Linked DNA regions of Mus musculus: all the other regions are linked to region 5. Evidence: chromatin contacts called from public HiCAR-type, HiChIP or PLAC-seq and promoter capture Hi-C data. All regions are on one chromosome and are shown on one strand. The core of a region is the stretch at or near the end of the contact, and the rest is flanking DNA. Distances in the headings are between cores, read along the strand shown.

Region 1 (3,627 bases), core at 313-2,812, 520 kb after region 5:
ATCCAAAGGTATCTATCCTACACAATGCTAGACATTTGAAAATAATAACAGTAAAATGTTTACTTTTTTTAAAGTTGGGATTGAAAAAAGAGTCAGATTGTCAGCAAACCCCCAACCAATCAATAAGAAAAAATTAGAAACGTGAAATGTCATTTAAAATATTGACATTAGTGTGTGACTTGATTGGATGGAGTGTTGAACCTACATGCAATCACCCCGATGCCTACCTGTGCATATATTGTGCAAAATATCCTAGTATTAGTCTTATCTATGTTATTCTTTACTGTCAAAACACTTGTGGGGTCATAAACGTCGCATAAATGGCATGTTTATGCACATTGCACATTGGTTCTTTTTATGAATGGATGAAAACAAATGCTCCTTATCTGAGGTAATAGATGGCAAGGTACTATCATGAAAAGGTTCATTAAGTCTTGGCAACAAAAGATGAGGCAGATGGTGGTGTCTTTCAGTGCCACTCAGGGCAACTGTATCCCCAGGTCTCCTTGACATATTGTATTGGAAAAAGCCTTGGAGTGCTTTCCTTAAAGACCTGTTCTAGCTCCTTCCGAGGAACCAAGACTGCTCACCACTGAGGAATAAAATGCATGTATGTCTCTGTATTCTGGGGACTGTGCATACACAACAGATATCATACTCCCTAAGTCTAGTCCGACAAGTGTGTGCATGCAAGTGTGGCATTTACCATCAAGCGATCAGGAAGAGAAGGCAACCGGGGTTCCTTTCTTACATACAACAGTTTCATCTTTTTGATCAAGTTAGGCTTTTAAGGGGCTTATACTTGTGTGTCTCCCCCACCAGGAAGAAGCATTTCGTTAATAATCTGTCAGGGCTAACAACCCAGCCAGCTTTGTTTGTAAGTCCACTGGGCGCCATATGGCAGTTTCCAGTTCCTTTAGCAACTCAAGTCTCACTAGACTGCCACAGTGAAGCATCTCTAAAGAAGAGCTCTTGGGGAGCTGCAATGCCCAGGTCACTTACCTAGCTCCCACGGACCCAGCTCTGCTCAGCCAGCAGCTCTGGCTCCTGTGCCACAGGGGGCTGTGGGATTCCCTGCTCCCTCAGAGGACTCCTCTCTTGCAAAGGTCCCTTTTGCCAATGATGTGTCGTTGGAAATCCCCCTCCCCTCCACAGAGAGGAGGGTCTGCCCGGCTGGCTGGAGCTCCAGGCAGCTTTCCTTCCTTCTTTACATATCTCACTCCGGTTCGCAGTCTCTAGTAAAAGGGCTCACAGAAGCCGCATTGGTAAGAAGCGAAGGCATCCTTTAAAAAGAACAATAATCTTCCTCGATCGTCACCCGCCTTTCCCCGCGTGGAGCCCCCATCCCCCTGTCGCCGCCGCCGCCGCCCAGACCAGAGAGGGCTGGAGTGAAGGGGGAAAAAAAATCAAGAGGTTCTCTGCGCGCCGCACCAGCCCTGGACTTGGCGCTGGATCCCGCTGCCGGAGGAGCGGCTGTGGCCAGCGGGGGCGGCGGGTGCTCAGGGGCACTCGGTGGAGCTCGGTGGGTGTGTGTCTGTGCAGCAGCGACGCTGGCTCCGCGCGAAAAACCAGGCGGGGCGCTCCGGGCGCGGGTCCCCCGCCCCGTAGCTCTCCGGCCAGGCGCGCACACACGCCCGCGGCCACCCAGCCTCGCGCTCCGCCTTCCGCGCTCCGCGCACCCGCGGGCAGAGCGGCCGCCAGCGCCTCTCTCTGTTTCTCCTCCTCCAGCGACTCCCAGGCAATCGCAGCTCCCGGGGGTGGGTGGCGGGGATGCACCGCTGGCCCGGCACCTCCTGGGAAACGCCAGGCTCGGCCTCCCGGCGCCTGAGCTCGGCAGGAGACAGCGCCCCCGGTGCCCAGGGTGCGGCCCGGGCGCGGACGGTCGGGCGCCGCCCACACCTCGCCCGATCCTCCCTAGGCTCCTGCGGCCGCCTGGGTCCGGGCTCCACACCCACCTGTCTCTCTTGGTGGCTTGCACACGGACACACTAGGCAAGGGGTCCACAGCCCGGCGGCCACCCCACACACGCGGCCGGGGAAGCCCTGGTAAGCCCGTCGAGATGCTCCCGCAGCTTCATGGATTTCCTGGCCTTTCTCTTCCATCTGCTGTGCTCTCCTGCTGCCAGACCCCTAAGCGACCAGAACCAGTGCTCCTTGTTCCACCATGGGGAACTGGGACAAGGACATATGGCTCCTGAGGATGGGCCACGGAGTATTTTCCCACAAAAGAAGTTTCTCGGATAAAAAGGAGCCCAGGTGGAATCTGACTTCACTTCTGTATCCTCCAGCTCTATTCAGGACCATATCCAGGAGTCACTGGCCTTTCTGTGTCTGAGGCTAAAGCTGGGTAGGACTCTTTAGACACTCTGATTCTTGTTTCCCACAGGGGTGCTATGACCCCCCCAGAGTCCACCAGAGACCTGGGAGGTGAGAGATTCCCAGGACTCAAAGATGAAATGCCCCCCAGTAGAGAGAAGGAACTTATAGAGTCCACCTCCAGCAGGAAGACAGGACTTCAAATGAGGGGGGTGCCATCCCACAGTCATATCTCTGACCCATAATTGTTCCTGTCTGAAAGAATTACAGGAATGGAAATGGAGAAGAGCCTGAGGAAAATAAGGTCCAGTGACAGGCCCAAAGTGGGATCCAGCTCAAGGGGAGGTCCCAAGGCCTGACACTATTACTGAGGCTATGGAGTGCTCACACAAAGGGATCTATCTATCATGACTGCCCTCCGAAAGACCAAACAAGCAGCTGAAAGAATCAGGTGCAGATATTTGCACCCAACCAATGTACAGAAGCAGCTGACCCCTGTTGTTGAATTAGGGAAGAGTGAAAGAAGCTGAGGAGAAAGGTGATCCTGTAGGAGAACCAGCAGTCTCAATCTGGACCCCTAAGATCTCTCAACCACTGGACCACCAAACAGACAGCATACACCCGCTGATGTAAGGCCCCCAACACACATAGACTAGAGGACTGCCAGGTCTGTGTTCATTCAGAGATGAGGCACCTAACCCTCAAGAGATTGAAGGCCCCAGGGAGTTTAGAGGTCGGGTGTGGTGAGGTGTGGGGGCATCCAAGTGGAGACTGGGTGAGGTGGGGAGGAGGTGTGGGATGTGGAGCAGTTGGAGGGTGCATGGGGGTGGGGAATGGAATATGGCGTGTAAAAATAAGTTGAAAACAAAATTAAATTAAAAATAAACCTGGTTTGCTTGATTTAGTGGTCTGTTTACTGTCTGGAATTTTATGCCAAATTCCCCCTTAAAAAGAGGGCCATAAGCTGGATACCCCAGGCCCCTTCCCTACTTTGGAGTGTAATAAAAACAATAAACTTGAACAAAATTCCTGGGATCTTCAGGTTCCTGACTCAGGTACACCTTGATGGGTGGAAAATTAAGCAGTCAAAACAGTTGAGTGTCTTTCAGGAAAACACATAACTTAAAACACTCCTTCGAACAGAATTCAGGGCATGAAAATATATTCAAAGTTGGGACCCTCAACATGACTTATGGCCAAGGCTGTCTACCTATTGTGTTCAAACATATCTCATGTAGTCCTATGAGCAGGGCATGGCTGGCGTGGCCTTCCCAGTTTCACTATGTTGAACTCGTGACTCTCTTGTGCTGAG
Region 2 (4,076 bases), core at 310-2,809, 710 kb before region 5:
AGGCCCAAGTAGCTAGAAACCATTAATTAAGGGGTGGTCCCCATTTAAGAAGGAATCCACATATTTGAGAAAACTAGTGGAAGTGAAAAGTGAGAAAGGCACACGGGAAACATGAGAGACAAACGAAGTGCTTGCCTACACTGTATCACCGGAAACTACGATGTCAGGCTCTAGCTAGAGAGCTTTACAGGTATCTCGCCTATACATACAGTATCACGTTTTTGTCTCTTTAAAAATTGTAAATCAGTGTATAAGGTAATAGATCCACAAATACTGCCTCATTTGTAGAGTTGGTTTTAAAATATGACTGAAATCACAGGGCTCACAGACATATCCCAGGCAGACAAGCCATACCAAGGAAACCCCAGGAAGAATAATGCCAGTCAGAATACACTAATAGTTCTATTTCTAGACTTCTTTTTCATATGATTTTTGGTGCCACTTATTTAAAATCCATTGGTCTTAACTAGGCTGACGTTATCTGGCCATACCTAACCCATATCTAAACCAGGACAAAAGAACAAGTAATTTGAGTTTTTTAGCACTCTTCAAAAACCAAGGATCTAGGACAGTGTTTTAAGACGATCCTCATTTTTGGCTCTAAAGATTTTTTTTTTTTTGGTACGGGCACACAACTTTAATATATTTATTATTCATTTTTTCCTGATGAATGATGTGGGCCGTGGAGCAGGTGATGGGGGCTCGCTTGCGCTGCTTGCTACCCTCCTCCCCTTTCTTCCTCCTCCAGTCTAGAAAGGTGCAGGATCCGCCGAATCCTACGTCGCACCGCAGTGGAACGGACGCGGGATGGTCGCGCGTCCCCAGCTAGGCAGAGGCGGGCAGTCAGCGAGCCGGGAAAGGTAGGAGCAGAGCGTCGGGGACAGGCTGCTAGAGAGCCCAGGGGCAGCGGGTGCGGGAGAGGCTGAGCCGCCGGTGCTGGAGCACCTTCGCAGTTGCGGGCCGGGCGCCCTCAGCGTGCTCCTGCAGCAGCTCCCGGGACGGGCCCCGGCGCGGCCCGAGACCCCAGGCCTAAGCCCCGCAGCGCCCCGGGATGCGGGGGTCCCAGAAGCCGCCAGGGGGCGGGAACGGCGCGGCGAACAATGGCCGCTCGACCGCGAAGGGAGGCGGGGAGAGGTGGAGAGAGAGAGAGAGAGAGAGAGAGAGAGAGAGAGAGAGAGAGAGAGAGAGAGAGAGAGAGAGAGAGAGAGAGAGAGAGAGAGAGAGAGAGAGAGAGAGAGAGAGAGAGACAGAGAGACAGAGAGAGACACAGAGACACAGAGACACAGAGACACAGAGAGAGAGACAGAGACACAGAGAGAGAGACAGACAGACAGAGAGACACAGAGAGAGGAGAGAGAGAGACAGAGAAAGAGAGGGGGGAGAGACACAGAGAGAGAGAGACAGACAGAGAGAGGAGAGAGACAGAGAAAGAAAGGGGAGAGAGACAGAGAGACAGAGCGAGCTGGAGAGAGAGAGCGCGAGAGAGAGCTGGCGCGGGGGCGCGCGGCGTGGCGCGGGCGCGGCGGCGCAGGCGGGGGCGCGCGGCGCGGGCCCGGGAGGGCGCGGCGGGAGCGCAGGGCGGCAGGCGGAGGCGGGGGGCGGGAGCCGAGGAGGGAGCAGGCGGCGTCGGCGGAGCTCTGGAGCGCTCGCCCATGTGGAGCCGTCTGCCGGGCGTCCGTGGCCCGCAGGTAAATCCTGGTGCGAGCGGCGCCGCCAGGCCTGACTTCCGCCGGCGGGTTCCGAGGCAGAGCGCCGGGAGCCAGCAGGGCCGTCTCTCGCGGCCTCGCTCCCGCGCCGCCCTCGGCCGCCCTGGGGGAGGGGAGGGGGGGCGTGTGCCGCGGCGAGCCGTACAGGTGTCCGCAGGGGCAGGGCGGGGCGGGGGCGCCGGGCGCGACGGCGGGGGGCGCGGAGGTCACCCGGGCCTTGCAGGGGCGTGGGGGCGGCGGGGCCGGGGCGATGGCGGTGGCTATTTCTGTATAATGGGCAAGTGGCGAAGACGTAACTCGCCGAAATGGGGAAGGGAGGTGGGGCAGAGGGGACAAAATATAGCCCTATGACAGGCAAGTTCCGCCGAGCCTCCTGCGAACTAGGACCGTGACGGCTCGGCTTAAAGGAGTAGTTGGAGGTAGTGACCTTGCCCGGGCGTGGGGAGTTGGGTGAAACACAAAGCTTGGCCGCAGAATCTACCGTGAGGACCGGGTCTCTGTAGGGTGGGGGACCGGGCAGAGTGACGGGCCAGTTTCGCAGAGGCAGTCAAGGCGATTGAACTAGGAGACCTGGGTAGGGGGTGGGAATGGGAGTCTGGTTGGGCGCGTGCGCTGAGGGGTGGGGGTGGGGGCCAAGTCTGGAAGTCCTTGCAATTATTTAGGTACAACATTTTGCAGTATGAGCAGATTTCATTATTATCTCCTATTTCCCCCCCCCCCCGCCACAAAAAAGCTTAGAAGTACTTGAGTGGAGATGGACCATCCAATAGGTATGAATGCACTAAGCAATTTAAAAGGGACCAAATCTCACAGAAATCGTACAGATGATCCTTAAATGTATTACAGTAACCAAAAATCTGTTATCCAGTGTTAGGGAACTTTCTTAATACAAATAGAACTTGGATTCTGATGTATTCTTGTGTTTTCTGAGGGCTAACACTTGAAATAGAGAAGGTGTTGGGCAGGCAAAAAGATAGTAACACTGTCAAATGTTCAGTAGAATGTTTCTTCCCCATCCTTTCTAAGTCGATTCAACTTACTGTCATGAATAGAACTATAGAGGAAAGGCACAAGTCAAGAAAAAAGAAAAAACTAAGACCTGACTATTTTTTTTTAACAAAGCAGGTCTTTGTGTCTTATTTTACTGAAAAACCTAAATATCATATGATTGTGGATCTGTTGCAGGCCTGTATTAAGTGTGCATATCTGTAATGCCCAACTGCATGCATGGTTTATGTGGCCACTGTCAGTGTTGGGCACCTGTCTCAAGGTATGGCATGGCAGTAGTTTATGAAATCTACTCCAAAGTGATGTCTAGTTGTGATTTGTTGCTCATGTGTAGTATATTCACAAATTACTGTGTTTCCTTAAGAAACAGTGTTTTGTATTCAAGTAGGTAAATTTCTAGTAGCATATATTTTTTAACTTCCCGTTGGATACAATTTCAGCTTTCAGTAAAGTCAGAATAAGAACAATACAAAGAACAGTCTATTCCTCTACCCAGATTCACCTGTTATCATGATGCCCATTTATCATTTACTCAGCCACACACACAGACCCCCTGTGCTGTTTGTGGGTAAGACAGATATGTTATAGCCCTTTGCTTCTGGATACTTCAGCATGGAAAAGGTTGAAGTTTGTATTTTTACCTTACTTGACTTACCTGGAATGAAGCTCTAGGGAAGACCGACTTTCTACAAAATAACAAAAATAGGTAGGGCTGTCTTGATGGCCCATTGGGTAAAGTCATTCGTTGCCAAGCCTGTACACGACTGTGGAGGTCATAGGACAACTTGTGTGAGTCCACTGTTATCTTCTAACTTGTGAGTCCTGGGGATCAAACTCAGGTCCTCAGGTTTGGTGGCACATGCCTAGGAGTTTAAGGACAGCAGAAACTATGCAGTAAACTGTGTGGGGGCTCTGGGATGGAGCACCTGCAAGCTGTCCTCTGACCTCCACATTCCCTCTGTGGCATTTTCATGTCCCACTCATATATGCACACACAGACACACGCGCACACACATTAAAAACTATAACTGATAGTGACAGAAGTCTAAAATATGAAACAATGCAGAAAGTGTCCCAGGATGAGTAGTTAGTAAAATATTAGAACTGTGTTTGTACCTAACTGCTTTAGCATATTTCCTAAGCTATTTTATGTGTATGTATATCTGCACCTGTGTTCTCTTCTGCCTTTCATGTCTGCCCATGGAAACCAGAACAGAACATTGGATTCCCTGGGACTGGAGTTATAGACAGTTGTGAGCTGCCATGTGAGTTCTGGGAATCAAACCCAGGGTCTTTGGAAGAGCAGCCAGTGCTTAACTACTGACCCATCTTTCCATCTCCATCTTTAGAATTGGACTGGAC
Region 3 (4,034 bases), core at 690-3,189, 830 kb before region 5:
AAACAAAAGGTCAAATTTTGGGGGTTTTCCCCTAAGGTGCTGGTTATCAAACTTAGGGAGGGCCTTGGATATTCCAGCCACTACCTGCTACATTTCTTGTCCCTAAAAGATACAACTTTTAAAAGAAGTTTGTGTGTGTGTTTGTCTTTGTGAATGCTCTCAGGTGAACTCAGAGGCCTGAAGTGGGTGTTGAATCTCCAAGAGCTGGAGTTTGTGTCAGTGCTGGAGTTAAAACTGATCCTCATGATCATGCAGCCAGTCCTCATAGCTGCCAGACCATCTCACCAGCTCCTTCAAGACCCTGCATATGTGTCTCCACCATGTGCATACCTGGTGCCCACGAAGATGGTGTTAAGAGACAGTTGTAAACTATCATGTGGGTGCTTGAAATTGAATCTTGGGGGAAAATTTTTTTAACTGTCCTATAAAAATGTCAGTTTACTCTGTTCACATTCTCTGGTTTGAGTTTCTTTCTGTACCCCTTTTCTTGTGCTGCTTTGATCAAGTCCCAGGCTTTATAGCAGGCAAGCACTCTGCCACCAAGCTCTAAGTATATTTATTGTGGTCGGTAAAAAGTGTGTGTAGCTTAGAGGGCAGCACATGGTTCTCACCTTCCATGACATGGGTTCTGTAAATTGAACTAAAATCACCAGGCTTGCATGACAAATGTTTTTACATGCTGAGCCATCTTACTGATTACCAAAGGTTTGGTTTGGTTTGGTTTGGTTTGGTTTGGTTTGGTTTGGTTTAAAAAACAAAAAAAAAAAAAACATTTTTTGGTTGTGTGTATGTGTATGCCATGTTTGTAAAAATGCCCTCAAAGAACAGAGGAGGGTGTCCGTTCCCCTGGGCCTGGCACTTGTGAACTGCCCCTGTGGGTGTAAGGAAGCAAAGTTGGATCCCTGGAAGAGCAGTAAGCATTTCTTACATATATATTCTTTACTATACTATATGTATGTATGTATGTATGTATGTATGTATGTATGTATACACACACACACACACACACATAGATATGTATAGACATGTACACATGTATATTTCATATATGTTTATGTATGTATATGCACTTTGTAGACCAAGCTGGCCTCTAGTGCTGGAATTACATGTATGCATGCCTTTCCTTAAATTTTGCATTAGTCAATTTCTAAAATCCAAATTTAGCAAATAAAAGGCTGGATCAGTGTAGTACATAGCTAATGTAGTCAATATAGCTTTTTCATTGTTGGGTGACATTTCTGGGGAGATGTTAACAAACATCTCACCCCAGATTGGGAAGCAACGACAGAGAAAAGTGTGGATACCACCAGTATCCAGCTTAGTGAACAAGTGAGTTTTATTAAAGTTACAGGAAAGGAAGAACAGCCAGTGCTGAGCCATCTCACCAACCCCATGACCAACGTTCTCTCTCTCTCTCCCTCCCTCCCTCCCTCCCTCCCTCCCTCCCTCCCTCCCTCTCTCTCTGGTTTATTTCATTTATACATATAGCTCAAATGAATGAGCTGTCCTCAGACACACCAGAAGAGGGCATCAGATCCCATTACAAATGGTTGTAAGCCCCCATGTGGTTACTGGGAATTGAACTCAGAACCTCTGAAAGAGCAAGCAGCCTTAACCGCTGAGTCATCCGTCCAGCTCCATGACCTAGATCCTTAATGTTCTCCCATGAAAAGTAAGACATTTCTTCAAAGAAGATACACATATTACCCCATGATGCATGAAACCATGCACATTAGTCATGGAAATGCCAATAAAAACATGAGTTTCCACTTTATAGCTACTGGGAAAACTACAATAACAATGTTTAGAATTCTGGTAAAAATGGAAGTCCTTAAAGATTGTTGGTGGCTGGTAAGGTATCTAATACCCATAATCCCCATAATTGGAGACTAACGGAGGGGAGGAGCTTTATAGTTGAAGCCAATGTGGCTCAGTGAGCACTTCCTCATTTTAATTTTAGATTTTTTTTTTTTTTTTTTTTTTTTAGTTTTTAAAGTATACGTGAAGGGAGAGTGTGTACATATGAATGCAGATATGTACAGAGGCCAGGTAGAGATGCCACTCAGGATCCTTAGACCTGGAGTTACAGACAATTGTGAGCTGACTGGTTTGGCTGCTGGAAACTGGACTAACATTCTTAGCAAGAATAGTACATGATCTTAACTGCTGAGCCATCGGCCTCAGCAGCCTGTATAGTATAGCACCTTCCAGTTCTGTGAAAGCTAGCCATCGGGAGGAAATTTTCAGGTCAATTCCAACTCAAATTTTCTGTGTTCCAGAGCCAAAATAAGTTGTGCCTTTAGCAATAGAGGTTTACAATCTTCTTGTGCTGGGCTACCAAGAACAACAGTACCAGTTGGTTTTGTGTGTGTATGTGGCCAGGAGGGCCCCCTTTGACCCAACCCTGGCAGTGAAATTTCACTTAATAACACATGTTTTCTATGGGAAATATTGTCTATCCATGCTGAGTACCTGTGTTCAAACTGTGTGTGTGTGTTTACAAATGAGTGAGTTTCCAGAAGGATTTTTCTTACATGCTAGCCAAGTCCCCCAGCTCTGTTCTGTCACCACTTAAAGCTTTGATTATCAGTTTCTTCCTCCTCTGTGTTCCTAGTGTGTGTTTGAGTCTCTCTTCTCCCCATTAATACCTCATCTCCTCCCCGTCTCATAGGCACTTTCTAGCATCCTGACCTCTACAGACAAACTATAAACCTCGAAGGTAGTGTGCACATATGGGCAAGAACATGAGACTTAACCTTGCTAAGTTACGTCACTTAGTATTTTCCAGCTTTGTCTATTTTTCTGCAAATTGTTTCATTTTTCATTATGACTGGATAAAATTCCATTGTGTATTTATACCACATTTCTCTTATCCATTTATCAGTTTGCAGGCTGGTTCCGTTTCCTAGCTATCATGAATAAAGCAGCAATGAGTCTGATGTGCAGGTGTCTCTGGAGGAGGAGAGAGGCCTTTGGGTATATGCCCAGGAGTGGTATAGCTGGATCATATGGTACAGCTATTTTTAATTTTTTGAACAACCTCCACACTGATTTCCATAGAGACTGCACCAGTTTACACTCCTAGCACCTCGGAGAACATTCCCATTTCCACACATCCTCACAAATATTTGACATCATTTGTTTTCTTGATGGTAGCCATTCAGACTGGGGTGGAATGGAATCAGTAGTTTTCATTTGTATTTCTGTAAATATTATTTGGCTATTGAATATTTTAATATGCTTAGTAGCCATTTCTAGTTCTTCTCTTGAGAGCTCTCTATTTAGTTTTGTGGTCAATTTAAAAATAGACGTATTTGCTTTTATGTATATGAGTGTTTTGCCTGTATACGTTTGTGCACCACATGTATGCATGTTGCCATCTGGGGGACAGAAGAAAGCATTGGTGGTATCTTTGTCAAAAGTCAGGTGGCTGTAGTTGTGGGTCCGGTATTTGGGCCCCCTTTCTGTTCCATTGATCTGTGCATCTGTATCAGCACCACATGCTGTTTTTTTTTTATTACAGAGTAATATCTGTAGAATAACTTTAAGTCAGGTATGGTGGCACCTTCAGCTGTATCCATTTTAAAAGTTGTTTCCTTTTAACTTTTTATTCTTTCTAAATTTCCAATCCCACTCATTTCCCCATCCCTTCATATCTATCCTCCCCCTCCCCAAATAAAAATTAAAATAAACAAACAAAACCTAAAACATCTTGACCAGGAAACTGCAGTGTGTCCCACCGTATACCCTTTGTCCACACATATTATTTGCAAATGTTAATTGCAATGAGTGATTGGTCTGCTTCAAAGCCTCTGGCTTCTGCTACATCATCTATACTGGACCTTCATGGACACTGCTCGGCTAGCCTGCATCTTGGAGACCTGAAGCTTTGGATCTGCTGGACAGGCCCCTTCACCTGCTCTAGCAGGTGAAGTAGATGGGGTAGTTGTTGGGGTGGTCCAACTTGAAGCCCTGGATCTGGAAGTGGGCGGTCGTAGACTTGGTCTACCTGCTCGCTCTCCTGCAGCCACATC
Region 4 (3,669 bases), core at 536-3,035, 880 kb before region 5:
TGGCAGAGGACCCAGATTCAACTCTTACCAGCCACATCAGGCAGCTCAAAAGAGACTATAATTGCAGTCCCAGAAAATCTGATGCCTTCTTCTGGCTTCTGAGGGCATCAGCATATACACATATATACATCCAGGAAAACACACACACACACACACACACACACACACACACACACACACACACATATATATAATAAGTAAGTAAATAAATAAATTGACAAAGCAGGGGGCCCAAAAGAAGAGGAAAACAGAGGTTAGCAGACTGAGGACCTTCCTAATGCCCCAGAGATGATTAGTTATTAGTCCCAGTCAGAGTGTTTGGGGACAAGCCAGTCCCCCAAAATAACCAATTTGCAATGCAGGAGTTCTCAAAGTACATTTATAAATTCCCTGCTCCACTTTCAGACAACTAGGCTATGATCTTGCTTTTCCTAGAACTGTCATTTTGGAAGGCACCACCTTCCAGCCACGAAGACATTCCTAGAAGGGGCAGAAAATGGACAACTAACGGAGCGAGCAGCAGAAAGAGGAAACAGATTGAAACAGCTCTCAAGCCCTGTACTAGGTTTTCTGGTCCCAGGCATTTGTTAATGACAAGTTGTAATGTGGCCATAGCGTTAACTATGATCCAATGGCACCAGAGTTTAGCTCAGCTGAAAAATATCTGCAACTCTAGCACTGGAGAGGTCGAGGCAACGGGGAGCATGAGTTTGAGGCTAGCATAAGCTATATAGTCAGTTCTAGGCAGCCTGTACTACAGAATAAGGCACTGTCTCAAAAAAATAAGCAAATAACTCAAAAGGCAGAGGCATATGTATCAATCTCTATGAGTTCCCGGCCAGCCAATGTTATATAGTGATACTTTGAAAAAAATAATAAAATAAGCTGGGCGTGGCAACGTATGCCTTTAATTCCAGGAGGTAGAGGCAGGCAGATCTCTATGATTTCCAACCCAGCCTGTCCTATATAGTGAATTCCAGGTAGTTACAGCTATATAGAAAGACCCTGTCTCAAAACAGATTTCAATAGAGTAATAATTACTGCATAAATCTAAAAATCACTATTCGAAATCAAATAAAATCATTATTTGTCAAGTGACTCATACAGTGAATTCTAAAATAACTTTCATTTTGCAAATTAAAAAAAAAGTGAGGCTGAGAATGTCTAAGTATTTTGCTCAAGGTCACACAGTTGGGGAGGAAGAAGGATGCTTCCAAGAGCACTCTAGGACCACAGGCTGGAGCTACAACCCCACCAGGAAGCACTGTGGGTTAGCCTCCTCAAGAGGAACCAGTTTGTGTCGGGGCTGGTACTCAGAAGCAAACTAGAACTAAGAAGAACCTGAAACCGAGCTCCGAGTGGAGAGAGCTTAACCACAAGACAGCAACAGAGGTAAAAAGCAATTCAGAGGTCCTGGGGAAACGCGGGGGGGGGGGGGGGGGTTGGGAGAGGGAAAGGATGATCCGCACCCGGAAGTGGTCGGCATTGCTCCACCCCCACCCCACACCGCAGCGGGCTCACTGCTGGAGCAGCGTTCCTGCCAGCCCTCCAGCTTCAGGTTCAGTGGAAACTTTCTCTCGAAATAGTTGGCGCCGCAGCTCTTTGTTGCCGGGCCACTTACCACAATAACTGTAGGAAATAATTGCATCGGAGGAGTTGCAGAACCACTGTTGCTTCTCAGATTCAGTCAATATGGGAGAAAGCAGCGTCGAAAAGAGAATAAATGGCAACATGATTTAATATCTCCGATACTTTAAACTCGCCAGGAAGACCATCGGACTCGACAGTAAGGAGGACAGATTTAACTTAGTCAGCAGTCATGTGATTTGGAAGCTCCCATCCAACTGCTTCCTCTTTTTATTTGCATGTGTGACTGTGCATTTGTTTTCATATCTGAGCACTTCCTGTAAGGCAAGAGAAGAAAAAAATGACTTAGAATATACTGTTTCTTAATACTCAGTGTAAACTAAAGTATCCAGCACTTTAAAACAGCACATTTTCAGGGAGACAATTAGCTGCCTTACAGGAAACCCTTACTTAAAAGGAAGTCCACTAGCCGTAGTACACACACCCAGTACTTGACAGGCGGATCTCTGTGAGTTCCAGGTTAGCCTTCTCCAGATAGTGAGTTCCAGGACAGCCAGAGCTATAAGGTGAGATCCTGTCTCAAGAAAGAAAGTCCACCGGTATACTACTTTTCTGTGTGCTGGCCACTCCCTCCCACACACTCCTCCTCATACAACGGTTTCTCCTGACCTAGAAAGCTGCATCTAGCTATCTAAGCTGATTTCTCTCCCCTACCCCCTCTCAATTTCTACTCAAGTACAAACAGGTTCAGCCACAAAACAGACAGGCAAGATGACCCCTACACGGGGTCAGTAGCAATTCCCAGCTGGGACCTCACCAGTTTTGAGAATGCACTCAAAAGGAAGGTTGAACTTGAGGCAATAGTGTTGAGTTGGGGGTGGGGTTGGTGCTGGACTCTAGAGCTCTTCCACAGAGTAGCATCTTGAGGTAAAAGTGTGAGTTCCAGTAATTAAAAAAAAAAAAAAAAAAAGAAAGAAAAAGCTGTTTTGTTCTGGCGTGTATTTCATTCAAAGACTACTTTAGAAAAGTGTGCTTCCTTCAGCTGCACGGCTTTTACAGACTCTTACTTTAGGGTTAGCAGCCAAGAAGGCTTACAGCTGTGGCCTACAATCCGGTTCTAGTGGTGACACTCAACTGCTCACTAAGAACTGTTAAGGTAGCAAGGCAATTGTATTTAAAGCAAAACAATAGAAAGATCAGAGCATACTGTGAGAGCAATGGGTCACCTGAGGATACTCCCGGCCACTGGGTGACTGTGAGGGGCCTCTTTTCATCAAGCCTAAAGGAAGGAGGCACTTGAATCAAGGGGCATAGTTTTGATGGTTCTTTATTTTGATCAATAGATTATGTCATTTAATATTTTTCCTACTATATATGCCCATTTCCATAATGGACCCAAATAATAATTATATAATGTATAATTATATACACACCCAAATATGCATTAGCATAATATGGTAAATAGATTCTTCCTTATAGGATGGTTTACCATATTGAGCACATACCCAAATCCAGATCAGGCCAGTTGGGATTGTCCACTCTTCGTACTGTAAATGTTGGAACACATGAGAATAGAAAGTGTCTAAGTCTGATGGTTGTCAGGGGAGACATACCTATCCCATTGTTCAGAGAAGAGATATGATAGCCCCACCCAGGTGGATGTTCCAGATTGCTAGGTGCATTATTTGGGTAGGGGTATTATGCACAGTATAGACAGGTAAAAGGACTAGGCTGCCAGCTGTTATTAGAAAAGCCGGGGGTGGGAGAGTATATATAACCTGATCCAAACAGAGCCCCAAGTTACTAAAATTCCCTGGGCTTACCTGCCTAACTAAAGACAGAAGAAAAAAAATGTTGTGTCAGTAAAAGGATTTAAACACAACTGCATTTTTCTATTTTAACTGGTTCTTTTAATACTTGAGGATGAGGGGCGCATGTGTGGAAGTCAGAGAACAACTTGTAAGAGCTGGTTCCTTTCTACCACATGAGCTGCAGGTATTGTATTCAAGTCATCAGGCTTGGCAACAAGCATTGTTTACTCAGTCAGCCATCTCACAAGGCCAGGCCCTTTTCTGTTCTAGT
Region 5 (3,857 bases), core at 436-2,935:
TGGAAGCCTTTATAGAGGACATGGAAGAGGGACGCTCTCCCTCTCCCCACTTACTCCCACTCTCAGGAGCAAGTCCATTCCTTCACTGACAGTGGAGTCGACTTTGGGATTCTGGCATATACTGGCGATATCAAGCATCATAGACCGAACATTACTGGATTCTTAAAAAGTTGTTACTCAAGAGAACCCTAATATAATACTCAACAAAAACTGATCATAAATTTAGAACTGTAGATTCGAATTAATTTTTTAAAAATCTTTAAAAAGTTGTAATATTACTGTTCTAACAAACCATAACTCAAATGTGAAACAGATACTCAAAATTGTTTTTACCAAGATTCACATCTAAATTATAAAATGTATCAAATCACTACTTTGCAATTTATACCATGAAGTTCTTTGTATTTTAGGAAGTAGTATACATATGTAAAGGTTTCCATTGAACTTGTTCAATTCATAATCAACTTTATAACATTTATTTCTTTTTTGTTTGGTTGGTTGGCTTTTCGGGACAGGGTTTCTCTGTATAGACCTGGCTGTCCTGGAACTCACTTTGTAGACCAGGCTGGCCTGGAACTCAGAAATCCGCCTGCCTCTGCCTCCCAAGTGCTGGGATTAAAGGCGTGTTTGAACAAACACAAAGATACACTTGGCAGTGAATATGTACACTGGTAAGCCAACCATATTCCTGGATGTCTCTCACCAACACACAGGCCAGAAGACAAACTTGGGTCTGAGTTTTCAGGCACTGTCAAACTTTTTAAACATTTAAACAAAAGATTCATTTATTTTTATTTTATGAATATGGGTATTTTACCTGCACGTCTGTCTGTGTAACATGTGTATACAGTGCCCGTTGAGGCCAAAAGACGGAAATTTGATCCCCTGGAGTTTAAAAATCCTTCCTCCCCAGGCCTTTGTTTTTGGCCTTCCACTGGCCTAAAGCTTGCCAAATTGGGTTGGGCCAGGGGTCAGTGAGCCCTAGTCACCGGTCTTCCCAGCGCTGTAAGTATATGTGTATGGCATAGGCTCTGGGGATCAAACGCAGGTTCCCTGGCTTGCAAGATAAGCATTGACAAGCTGTACTACCTCCCTTGGCAGCCGCATCCCGGCCCTTCTTAAATGTTTCTATATTCATCTGTTAGAGTTTGGCTCCAGAAGCAGCGGTAGCAACTGGGCTGGCTCCCTTTAAAACAAACAAACAAACATTCTGTCCAGGGGACGCGGAAGGCGTGGGGGCGGGAGCCAGGACTTCCAGCAAACAGGAAGCGGCCGGTTTCGCGCCGTCTCCCGCCTGGGATCCCGCCCCGGTGTGTGCGGGGCAAGCAGGTCTCGGCCGCGACGCAGCCTCCGGCCCGGGAGCCCGCACTCACCCTCGGCGCTGTCACGAGTACGACGAAAGTCCTCGGAGCGGCCGTCACGGAAGGCTCGGCACAGAGACAGGCAGAGGAAGTCGAGCATCCAGCCCGCAGCCACGGCCTCCACCTCAGCCACAAGCTCCGCGTTCTCCATCTCTCTCGGGGTCCCCAGCTGAAGCTGGCACTGGAGCAGCTCCGCGTCGTCTCCCACCTCCTCCTGCTCTGGAGAATCCGAATCTGTCCAGCCCTCACGGCTCGGCGCGTCCCGGGCCGCTGAGGAGACCGTCTCCGCCATGTTAAACCGAAAGCGCTCGCCGTGCCTCAGCTGGCGCCGTGCGCTGATTTGCTCGCGGTGGGCGTGGAAGTCAGCCAATCGCATCGCTAGGGTGGGCTAGTGGCTGGAGCTTGGCTTCCGATTGGCTGAGAACTGCTAAATTCCTTGTCGATCCGAGCCCAGGCGTTTTGGATAGTGTAGCTTCTGGATGATAGGCTAAGATACATTTTAAAAAATGCAATCTGCGCTGGAAACAGGGTAGTTAAAACCGAGAGGTTTTTGACTGCAGATTTTGACTGCATGGCACTGCGCGTCTATAATCCCAGCAGCACTCAGGAGGTGGAGACAGGAAGATTAGGAATTAGGGCCATCTTCAACTACAAAGTCTAGGCCAGCCTGGAGCACTTGAGCGTTATGGCAGCAGCAGCACCAGAAATTTTAACTTGTCGCCATAAACATGAGCATTTAACCCTGTTACACTGTAATCACACTGTCTTTCTACCCTATGTGTTCATTTTATTGAAATCCGGGGTTATTAAAGCTGAAATTGCTGGGCTCTGATTTTTCACTAAAGTTCTGCCTGGGGTGAGCGGGTAGGATGGTGCTGACCCTGGAATTCGCAAGTCTAGTCAGTTCCCCATGAATGCTGAGACTGTTAGTCCCAGGACCACATTTTGATCACTATTACTGTACAATGTTTGCATTGAATGAAAGTATAACAACGTAAAAACAGAATTCTAGGCCTTTAGGCCCAGGCTTGGGAATGTGGCCTTTGTAAAGGTATGCTAATCATAAAAGAGATAGCGACATTCCTCTACCCACCCGCTTCCTGGGTTCAAAGAGTGCTCATTCAAAGAAAGTCACCCTGGCCATTACCAGAACCTGCAATGCAAATGTGCTATTGTTAGGGGCTCTTAGAAGCTGTCTTGAGAGTTAACAATTACCAGGTATTCCTTGTGACTCTATTAACTTTACACTTCCTTGTGACTCTTAACTGGTATCTTTGGTATCTTCCAACAACGCCCTCCCCACTTCCTTGAGTTTCGGTTTCTTCCTTTAAATACCCCCTTACCCAGCTACTGGGGCGCCACGGTCCTCTACCCCTGCGTGGTGTATGACCATGGGCCCGAGAGCGCTCTTGAATAAAAAATCCTCTTGCAATTTGCAGCAAGACCCGTTTCTTGTGGGTGATTTTGGGGTGTCGCCTCTCCTGAGTCAGAACGTGGGGGAGCCCTCACATTGTGGGTCTTTCATGACCATGAGGGCATATTACCCCCAGGCTCTAGAGATGGTGTTGCAGTAAATATTATTTGGGGGTTCTACCCTGTGGGGAATTGCAGGTTGGTCTCCAGTTGAGCTGAGGTCTTAACCCCGATGGTCATAATGCACCTTCATGACACAGTAGGCGTTCCCTCATGCTCCTGGAACTCTGGCTCCTGCCTAAGTTACCGCCCCCCCCCCCACACACACACACACAGCCCCCACAAGAGAAGCATGTTCAGTAGTCACGTAGGCAATGGCCCTAGCTTTTGACCTTCAGGCTCAACTCCTCCCCAGTTACCTAACAACAGTAAAGAACATAAAAAGGGCTGTTACGCTCTTACTGCTTACTCTTGTCTCCCTCTTACCCCTCACTCTCACCATCTCTCCTCTCTTTGTCTTCTCTCCTCTCTCCTCTCTGTTTTCTCGTCTCGTCTCCTCTCCTCTCTCCCTCTTACTCTCTTTCTCTCTAGCCCGCCCCCCCCCCTCTCTCTTCTCTCTTTCTCCTGCATTTCTATAATAAAGCTCTTAAACCATAGAGAGTCTCTGCTCATCAAGGCTGCGTGCACTCTTGCAGGTGTTGGGAACCTCTTCCCTCATCCCTCTCTCCTATAACCCCGGGGCTTTAGCAAGGTAGCTCCGGGAATCCCAGGTAGGGCTGCCCCTGAGCTATGCCCTGAAGAGTGGGATAGAGGAATGTTCACCCAGGGATGAGTGGAAGGTAGTTAGCAGCCCTACCACACCTGACTGACCAGAGACTAGATGGAACTCCGACGGGGTGTGGGCCTTTTCCCTTCCCCTTCTTCCCCAGGGCCCCCTTTTAGTTCCCAACAGTACCCCACATTTGATCATTTAGTTCCCAAATAAATTACTCAAAACCTATATATTTATAATAAGCCTTTAAGCACTAGAGCTACGCAGATATCGACTTTCTATGTGATATGTCTACTTTCCTGTCAATAACC
Region 6 (3,537 bases), core at 782-3,281, 820 kb after region 5:
CCATATCCAGGGATCCACCCCATAATCAGCATCCAAACGCTGACACCATTGCATACACTAGCAAGATTTTATTGAAAGGACCCAGATGTAGCTGTCTCTTGTGAGACTATGCCGGGGCCTAACAAACACAGAATTGGATGCTCACAGTCAGCTAATGGATGGATCATAGGGCTCCCAATGGAGGAGCTAGAGAAGGTAGCCAAGGAGCTAAAGGGATCTGCAACCCTATAGGTGGAACAACATTATGAACTAACCAGTACCCCGGAGCTCTTGACTCTAGCTGCATATATATCAAAAGATGGCCTAGTCGGCCATCACTGGAAAGAGAGGCCCATTGGACTTGCAAACTTTATATGCCCCAGTACAGGGGAACACCAGGGCCAAAAAGGGGGAGTGGGTGGGCAGGGGAGCGGGGGTGGGTGGATATGGGGGACTTTTGGTATAGCATTGGAAATGTAAATGAGCTAAATACCTAATAAAAAATGGAAAAAAAAAGAAAAAGAAAAATACAAACAATAAAAAAAAAATGAATGGCCATAATAAGAAGAAAAAATGTATTGACTACTGTCACAAGTTAAATGAGTAGTGCCCCCCACAAGTTCAAGTGCTACAGCCCAGGTCCTCAGCTGCAGGATATTTTGGTATAGCTTAGCAAGATGAACTAGGTCACTGGAAGCAGGTCCTGTTCTTTCCTTCTCCCTTTCTCCCTCCCTCTGCTCTTTACCCCCTTTTTCTTTCCATATTGCAGTATCCCATTGCAGCCAGAGTGAAGACTCTCACTGTAAGTAAAATTAAAACTTTCCTCTTTGTCCTGTCTGGTATTTTATCACAGTGTGGTTAGTCCAAGAAGCAAATCAGGTGTCTTCTGGTCTGTACCCAACAGAGTTGGCTATGAATAACTGAAACAAATTGTTTACATTTAGCATCTATACACATTGTGCTTACTTTTTCTAAAACTCCAACCTTCTTAGAACTGTAAAGCTGCTTTAGTTGTTTGGGGAAAGTCCAACAATACTGGTGGCCCCTTAGAGCGGTGCCTCGTGGTTCAGTGTCTCCTGCTCTAGTGAACATTGGTTATTACCACACTGTACCATGGGGAGCTTATCCAAATAGCAGCTTTCTCTAGGTTTAGAGAACTATGAAGGGCTCTGAGTCTTGTTTATCCCACTGATCCATCTGATATAGTACATAACCCTCTCTAAGTCTGGATGCTGTGCCCTTCCCAGACTCATGCATTACAACACAGTTCCCAGAATGTAACCAGCGGTACGGTGTTCAGATCATAATGACTTAGGCATGGGCTGAGACCACTGGTGGCTAAGGGGCCCTTTCATCTTGTGAGGCCATGGTTAGAAGTTGCTAGGAAAAGCCAAAGAGCAAGCCTTCACACACACAGGCTGTCAGCACAGTGACTGTGCTGACCCACAAGCCTCTGAAATTAAATATGCTATTATAGATATATTCTACTTTTTATAGTATTTTTTATATTATAGTGTGAATATACTGAAACAAAGACATACAGCAATCTTTAAAATGCAAGAAAACAATGGTGATTTCCAGAGAAAGCTGTGACGAATAGTTTTGTTTTGTGTCTGGTACAAAGGCTGTCTCTAGATGTTCCCAGGGTGAGGCTTTCAGCATTTTGCTTAAGCAGGGAAATGAGACAAGGAGCCTCAACAGAAGCTAAATGAAAGTCCCCAGTAATACTTTTTCCTTCTTTTTCTTTTATTTCAGTTGTTAATAGTAGTTTATTTCACAAATTTAAGATTTTTAAATTTTCATTCTTAAAAGCATAATATGATTTTAACATTTCTCCCTTCTCTTCCCTCTCTCCAAACTCCCCGATGTATAGGCCCACCCTCCTTCAAATTCCCAGCCTCCTTTCTCATTGCTATTGCATACATATACATATTTCTGTGGAAAGATTCTAAGATTGAAAGGTTGGGGAGTTTTCTGTGGTTTTGTGTTTCCTAACAACATCAGAAGCTATGCCCATAAAGTCTCACATCACTGCCCCAATGTGAGGCACACAGGATGATACTAACGAGCATGCCAAGCTGCAGAGAAAAGGCCTGTGAGGTCTCCACCCTACACAAGGAGCTAGAGACAACCAAAGAAAGCTGGGAGCAAGAGAAGTGACCTCCTTCAGGAAAGAGCACACAAATTAACTGTCCAGAGTCAAACAGTGGAAAAACACATAACTGTTACACAGCCAGATCATGTTATATTTAGGAATATATATGTGTGTTTATACATATGTGCTGAACTCTCTCAAGTATCAATCTTCTAACTTACAGAATTATTGATACCTGAAATCATAGTTTCATGTAATGTTACAGTGCTCTTAGGAAGGTGGTGCCATGGACTTCTGTCTATATCAAGACAGCAAGAATGGAAAGAAAGCTCAGAGAGGCTGCAGACATAGATTGGTGGTCAAGAGCACTTTTTGCTCTTTCAGACTGTGTGTGACCACGAGCACCAACATGCTGACTCACAACTATCCCTAGTTCCAGTTCCAAGGGATCTAACACGCTCTTCTGACCTCTGCAGGCATGAAGCATATATGTGAAGCATAAACATACACGCTGGCAAAATAGTCATACACATGAAATAAATAAATCTTACTGCCCTGTTAAAAGGAAAGTCAACACTAAAATCATGGAAACCAAAATTATAAAGTAGGAAAAGAAATGACCTGCAGTTATATAAGATATATCCTAACAAGCAAAAGAAATAAGTCATTTATGGTTTACATACAAGCTAGAGTAGTCATTCTAATATCTAATAAAATCGATTTCCAACCCAACGACATCAAAAAAGACAAGGAGGGGCCCTTCATATTCATCAAAGGTAAAATCTTCCAAAAGGAACTATCAATTCTGAATATCTATGCTCCAAATACAAGGGCAGCCACATTCATTAAAGAAACTTTAGTAAAGCTTAAAGCACACATTGCACCTCACACAATAATAGTGGGGGACTTCAACACACCACTTTCACGAATGGACAGATCATGGAAACAGAAACTAAACAGGGACACAGTGAAATTAACAGAAGTTGTGAAACAAATGGATCTAACTGATATCTACAGAATATTTTATCCTAAAACAAAAGGATATACCTTCTTCTCAGCACCTCATGGTACCTTCTCCAAAACTGACAACATAATTGGTCACAAAACAAGCCTCAACAGATACAAAAATAATGAAATTGTCCCATGCATCCTATTAGATTACCATGGACTAAGGCTGATCTTCAATAACAAAATAAATAATAGAAAGCCAACATTCACGTAGAAACTGAACAACACTCTCCTCAATGATACCTAGGTCAAGGAAGGAATAAAGAAAGAAATTAAGGACTTTTTAGAGTTTAATGAAAATGAAGCCACTACATACCTAAACATATGGGATACAATGAAAGCAGTCCTAAGAGGAAAACTCATAGCTCTGAGTGCCTCCAAAAAGAAACTAGAGAGAGCACACACTAGCAGCTTGACAACACACCTAAAAGCCCTAGAACAAAAGGAAGCAAATT
Region 7 (3,895 bases), core at 112-2,611, 890 kb after region 5:
CGATGTAATTCAATTCTCCACGCTTTCCTGGATGCAGCCCAGTGTTGTGTCCCTGTTTTTTGTGGGTTTTAGGGTTTGGTGGTGGTGATCTGTGTTACGTGTGAATCGAATACTCTAGAACCTTAAAATGGCTCAGTTTGGTAAACCAAAATTCTGTTCTTTGCAAACTCAACCCATTTGCGATCTCGCCAAGGACAAACAGCAGCCGCAGTTGCACAGACTCCCTGTGCTGTGTCTAGCCTCATGGCTAGCTGCAGGACTATTGGATGGAGCAGAATACCCTTCTTTGTCCATGGTATACACCTATGCTGTGGAGATGTGAATTCAGGGCAGACTCAGAAAGATAAAGCCCTCAAACAATGCTACCAACAAACCCTCCGCAGATAAACTGCAGCTTCTATTTAACCTGCTATTTTATTAACCATAATGAAAAAACAACCATTTTATTAACTATCTTAAACGTCAAGGCTTAAGGCAGATGAATGCTTTTATCTACAGGAAATGCGGTCTGAGATACAAAGCGACTCAGGCTAGTCTCAATTCTAAGAGGTATTCACTTCATCCTGACAACTGGGAAGAGAAAATTTGCTGAAAATCATACTTCTGATAATTCAAGAGCACCCTCACCCTAACCTCCCGGGAGGTGGGCAGGGGCGGAACAGCCCTAGGGATTTTGTCTTATTGAGCCAATCTCATGTAGTCCAGGCTGAACTCAAACTTGCCACGCAGTCCAGGATGACCTTGGATTTCAGATCTTCCTAGCCCCACGTCCCAAGTACAGGCTTACAGCCTGTTGGATTGCTCGCGGGATCACACTATTATGCCTGGTTTTATGTAATGGAGATGGTGCGCAGGACTTCCTGAAGGTTGGGTAAGCACTTCACAGACTGAGCTATATTCCCAGTCGAACTTCTGGACGTCCAAATGGGGGAAGATTTTACTAAAAATTGCAGATTATATTCTCTCGCCCTACCCCGACCTTTCTCTCTTGTCCACTCCTGCCTCCCTGGCCACTATGAGGGGTTGTTTTTATTTTAATAAATTTGCTGAATCTGCCTCAATTTGCAATTGCTCTGTGATTTCCCTAAAGGGGAGAGTCTGGGGCAGATGCCCACTAGGTTCGTTTTTTTTTTTTTTTTTTTTTTTTTTTTTTTTTTTTTTTGTCTCCAGAGCCCCGCCTGCTACTTCCTCTACAAGTAGCCCAGGCTCGGAAAACTCTTTGCAAAAGTTCCCTCCTACCCTGCAGGCAGAATGGGGCTATAGCTGCAGGGATCTCTCCAGCAGAGCTTAGTTGTAGGTCCCAAGTCCGGCTGCAGCTTCCGGTGCCCTGTCCCTAGGTGCCGCCTTGTGGAGAGCTGCTGCGCCAGCCGGCGTCCAGGTGGAGTCAATGAAGCGCGGCTTGAGGAGGATTCTGCTCCCGGAGGAAAGGAAGGAGGTCCAGGGCGTTGTCTATCGCGGCGTCGGGGAAGACATGGACTGCTCCAAGGAATCCTTTAAGGTACTGGGGAATCGGTGGTCTGGAGCATGCTGGGGCATTGTGAAAGGTGGGAGGCTGGAAATTTCCTTTCGTTCAGTATTCTGCTGCTTTCACACTCAAGTTTATGAAGCACGGAACATGGAAATGGCAGGAGACAGTATCAGGGTACACAGCACCTGTAACTGCTAGCTGTGGTCCTCTATTTTGCTTTCTTGTTTGCATAACTCCATCTTGCCAGGGGATGGATTGGTGCCAGAGAAGATGTTCCCCTGAAGTACTTTTGAAGTTTTACAGAATTGAAATCCATAAAGCCAGGATAAATTTGGAGTGCGTGAAGTCCCTTTTCAACGTTTAAGTAGATTTTTCGTTTGAGCTGAAGTGGAACTGCTGCAGCTGAGAATCTGGTACTCAGCGATCCAACAAGTGTGTTGGGATGGAGAAGCATTTTTATCTAAAAGTGAAAAAGAGAACTCAGCACTTCAAATTGGAGACAAGGAGGCAAGCCCTGCAGCGAGTCCTATTGGGGACTCCACAAGGAGATACCTAGTGAGAAAGGGAGGTCCCGCTGTGATGGGGGCTTCTAGCTCTCAGTTCTCTGGATGTTCTGACCTATTAGAAAGTTGCACTCACTATTTGATGCTGATACTGCGGCCACTCTGAAGGGTAGAGGCAGGCTATTGGACGCCTAGAAAATCATTAGCCTTGAGATAGTAAGAAAGGAAGGGCTTTTATGAAATGGCAAGGTACTATTAACTATGGCTTCTCAATCCCCTCTGACGATTCTTCTGCACCACGGAACCATGTTAACCTTATTTTTTTGCGGGGGGGGGGGAGGAAAACGAAATGCTTGTACAAGCACAAACTTTTATAGAGCTTTCTTTAACTTGCAAAGATATGAGCTTACAGAGCTCTTGCTTTGATTCACACATGAAGTAAATTATTAGAATACATTTCAATTCAGTACTTGGAATTTACCTCTTTTTTAAAATAACCGCTTCACAGCATTTCATTATGTGGACTACATCATGATTTATTTAACTACCTATGTACTGATACACACTTAGGTCATTTTTGTTTGTTGGTTGTGTTCTCTATTTTATTTAGCTTCGATGTTTTTAATCTATGACTGTAAATGTGCTCTCAGTTTGGCTGTCTATTGGTAGCTTGGTCCAGAGCAAGAGGTGAGAGGTAAGCATAGCTTTAGGTCTGGCAGACATTATCCAACTGCTTTCTATGTAGATACCACTGCGAATGTGAGTCAAATGCATCCTACCTCACACAAACCTGTACCCCCCCCCCCACCAGATTTAACACAGGTGTCTGTCCCACGTCAGCTTAGCATATTAACCATGGCGTTTGCTGTAGTAGGAAGAACCACATGATGACTGAATTTCAATACTAGGATGAAATCGTTATAATTAATGTGGGACAGAAAGAAATTTCTTAAAATTTTTTTCAAATCTCAATTTGAAAAAAAAATCCCTCATGTAAGTTGTTTTATACAAATTTGTGGAAGAAACTTTAGTATCTTTAGTTTTATCGATTAAGTCAAGAAATTAACTCAAGTTAATACCTTTTAATAGTATTTTGGGATTTAACTATACTTTTATCTTGGTTCTCTTTCCTTTTGGATCTTATTCTGATTAGACAAATTTTATTCAAGCAAACTAAAGCAGATCGGTCTGAAGTCTCTAATTTGAAGGGCTTAATTTAGAACTAACTTCTCTAAAAATGATCTAGAGCCTGTTGTCTTGAATATAATCACAGAACTCAGAATTCAAGAGCTTAGGGATTATTCAGATCAGAAGCTACTAAACTGACTGAATTTATGTGTTTAGGGTTAAATATGTAAAATAGAAAGGTTTTACATATTTTACACATTACACCAGAGGGTTAAATATGTAAAATAGAAAGAAATAATGAAACCACATGGCAGTTCTGGAATAGCACTGATATTAAGATGAATTTTTAGTGTGCTTTCCAGATTTGAAAATCTGCATATATATAAATAAATATATACATACATATATACATTCCATCACAAAACCCAAAATGAAAGTATACGACAAGGCAATAATTTACCTATGGACATATCAGGCCTGTCTTAAGATATTTTCTTAATGTCAGGTTCTGAACAGAGGCAGTGTAACACCTTTTATGAGCCGTGTGACATGTTTGCAGCCTGTTTTATCACCATGAAGTCAGTAGTATCATCTGCACTTCTGAACCTAGTCCTTCCTCTAGAGAGTGTGGAGGGTTTATGTCAACTACCTATCCTTGAACAGACGTGTAAACTGCTCTGTTGGGGACTGGTGATGGGTAGTTACTAGAGAATACCAAGTACAAGTGCTAAAATGCTTTCAAATTCATTTAGGTGAGCACTTTCTTTGCTAAGGCAGGGCATTAAGGGTGAAGTCC

What was found. HiCAR-type assays count read pairs that join an accessible place to other places. HiChIP or PLAC-seq counts read pairs in DNA pulled down with a chosen protein or histone mark. Capture Hi-C pulls out chosen DNA fragments and counts their contacts.
Region 1: a HiCAR-type map of astrocytes shows a contact between it and region 5, with 2.3 times the contacts expected there. The contact joins the promoter of Kcnb2 here to the promoter of Terf1 in region 5. A contact is called at or near these places in 1 of 39 promoter capture datasets (hippocampal neurons), 6 of 484 Hi-C or Micro-C datasets (Sertoli cells, cerebellar granule neurons, cerebellum and 3 more) and 4 of 115 datasets of contacts at active chromatin or transcription factors (astrocytes, embryonic forebrain, embryonic stem cells and 1 more).
Region 2: a promoter capture Hi-C map of adipose tissue shows a contact between it and region 5. The contact joins the promoter of Stau2 here to the promoter of Terf1 in region 5. A contact is called at or near these places in 3 of 39 promoter capture datasets (the C10 cell line, cranial neural crest and pre-B cells), 3 of 484 Hi-C or Micro-C datasets (B cells, embryonic stem cells and muscle stem cells), 4 of 115 datasets of contacts at active chromatin or transcription factors (the 230-238 cell line, astrocytes, pancreatic cancer cells and 1 more) and 2 of 9 other capture datasets (adipose tissue and liver).
Region 3: a contact with region 5 is called in an H3K4me3 HiChIP or PLAC-seq map of bone marrow-derived macrophages, with 5 times the contacts expected there. The contact joins the enhancer-like site here to the promoter of Terf1 in region 5. A contact is called at or near these places in 1 of 484 Hi-C or Micro-C datasets (bone marrow-derived macrophages), 4 of 115 datasets of contacts at active chromatin or transcription factors (bone marrow-derived macrophages, embryonic stem cells, extraembryonic endoderm stem cells and 1 more) and 2 of 9 other capture datasets (adipose tissue and macrophages).
Region 4: a promoter capture Hi-C map of liver shows a contact between it and region 5, with 5 times the contacts expected there. The contact joins the promoter of Ly96 here to the promoter of Terf1 in region 5. A contact is called at or near these places in 1 of 39 promoter capture datasets (liver), 10 of 115 datasets of contacts at active chromatin or transcription factors (bone marrow-derived dendritic cells, bone marrow-derived macrophages, double positive thymocytes and 7 more) and 2 of 9 other capture datasets (adipose tissue and liver).
Region 6: a contact with region 5 is called in an H3K4me3 HiChIP or PLAC-seq map of pro-B cells, with 5 times the contacts expected there. The contact joins the enhancer-like site here to the promoter of Terf1 in region 5. A contact is called at or near these places in 2 of 39 promoter capture datasets (the C10 cell line and hippocampal neurons) and 6 of 115 datasets of contacts at active chromatin or transcription factors (the 230-238 cell line, astrocytes, large pre-B cells and 2 more).
Region 7: a contact with region 5 is called in an H3K27ac HiChIP or PLAC-seq map of extraembryonic endoderm stem cells, with 5 times the contacts expected there. The contact joins the promoter of Trpa1 here to the promoter of Terf1 in region 5. A contact is called at or near these places in 2 of 39 promoter capture datasets (the C10 cell line and hippocampal neurons) and 5 of 115 datasets of contacts at active chromatin or transcription factors (the 230-238 cell line, extraembryonic endoderm stem cells, large pre-B cells and 1 more).

Annotation. Positions count from the first base shown.
Region 1 is chr1:15,284,860-15,288,486 of GRCm38.p6, reverse strand. It overlaps Kcnb2 (potassium voltage gated channel, Shab-related subfamily, member 2), which reads right to left and starts at 1,562. Exons shown (of 3, transcript NM_001098528.3): 1 at 1,003-1,562.
Region 2 is chr1:16,516,785-16,520,860 of GRCm38.p6, reverse strand. It overlaps Stau2 (staufen double-stranded RNA binding protein 2), which reads left to right and starts at 1,559. Exons shown (of 14, transcript NM_025303.3): 1 at 1,559-1,688.
Region 3 is chr1:16,635,641-16,639,674 of GRCm38.p6, reverse strand. No RefSeq gene overlaps it. Among named protein-coding and RNA genes, the nearest start is that of Ube2w, 18 kb to the right of the region's middle. Within about 2 kb of position 1,939, at least 14 of the 459 cell types and tissues checked have an H3K27ac peak or open chromatin away from gene starts, as enhancers often do. A contact at or near this core is called in bone marrow-derived macrophages, where this site is marked.
Region 4 is chr1:16,686,572-16,690,240 of GRCm38.p6, reverse strand. It overlaps Ly96 (lymphocyte antigen 96), which reads right to left and starts at 1,785. Exons shown (of 5, transcript NM_016923.2): 1 at 1,622-1,785. The coding sequence starts at 1,733.
Region 5 is chr1:15,803,474-15,807,330 of GRCm38.p6, reverse strand. It overlaps Terf1 (telomeric repeat binding factor 1), which reads right to left and starts at 1,685. Exons shown (of 10, transcript NM_009352.3): 1 at 1,374-1,685. The coding sequence starts at 1,653.
Region 6 is chr1:14,985,550-14,989,086 of GRCm38.p6, reverse strand. No RefSeq gene overlaps it. Among named protein-coding and RNA genes, the nearest start is that of Trpa1, 68 kb to the right of the region's middle. Within about 2 kb of position 2,031, at least 5 of the 459 cell types and tissues checked have an H3K27ac peak or open chromatin away from gene starts, as enhancers often do. A contact at or near this core is called in the 230-238 cell line and pro-B cells, where this site is marked.
Region 7 is chr1:14,916,328-14,920,222 of GRCm38.p6, reverse strand. It overlaps Trpa1 (transient receptor potential cation channel, subfamily A, member 1), which reads left to right and starts at 1,361. Exons shown (of 26, transcript NM_001348288.1): 1 at 1,361-1,498. The coding sequence starts at 1,388.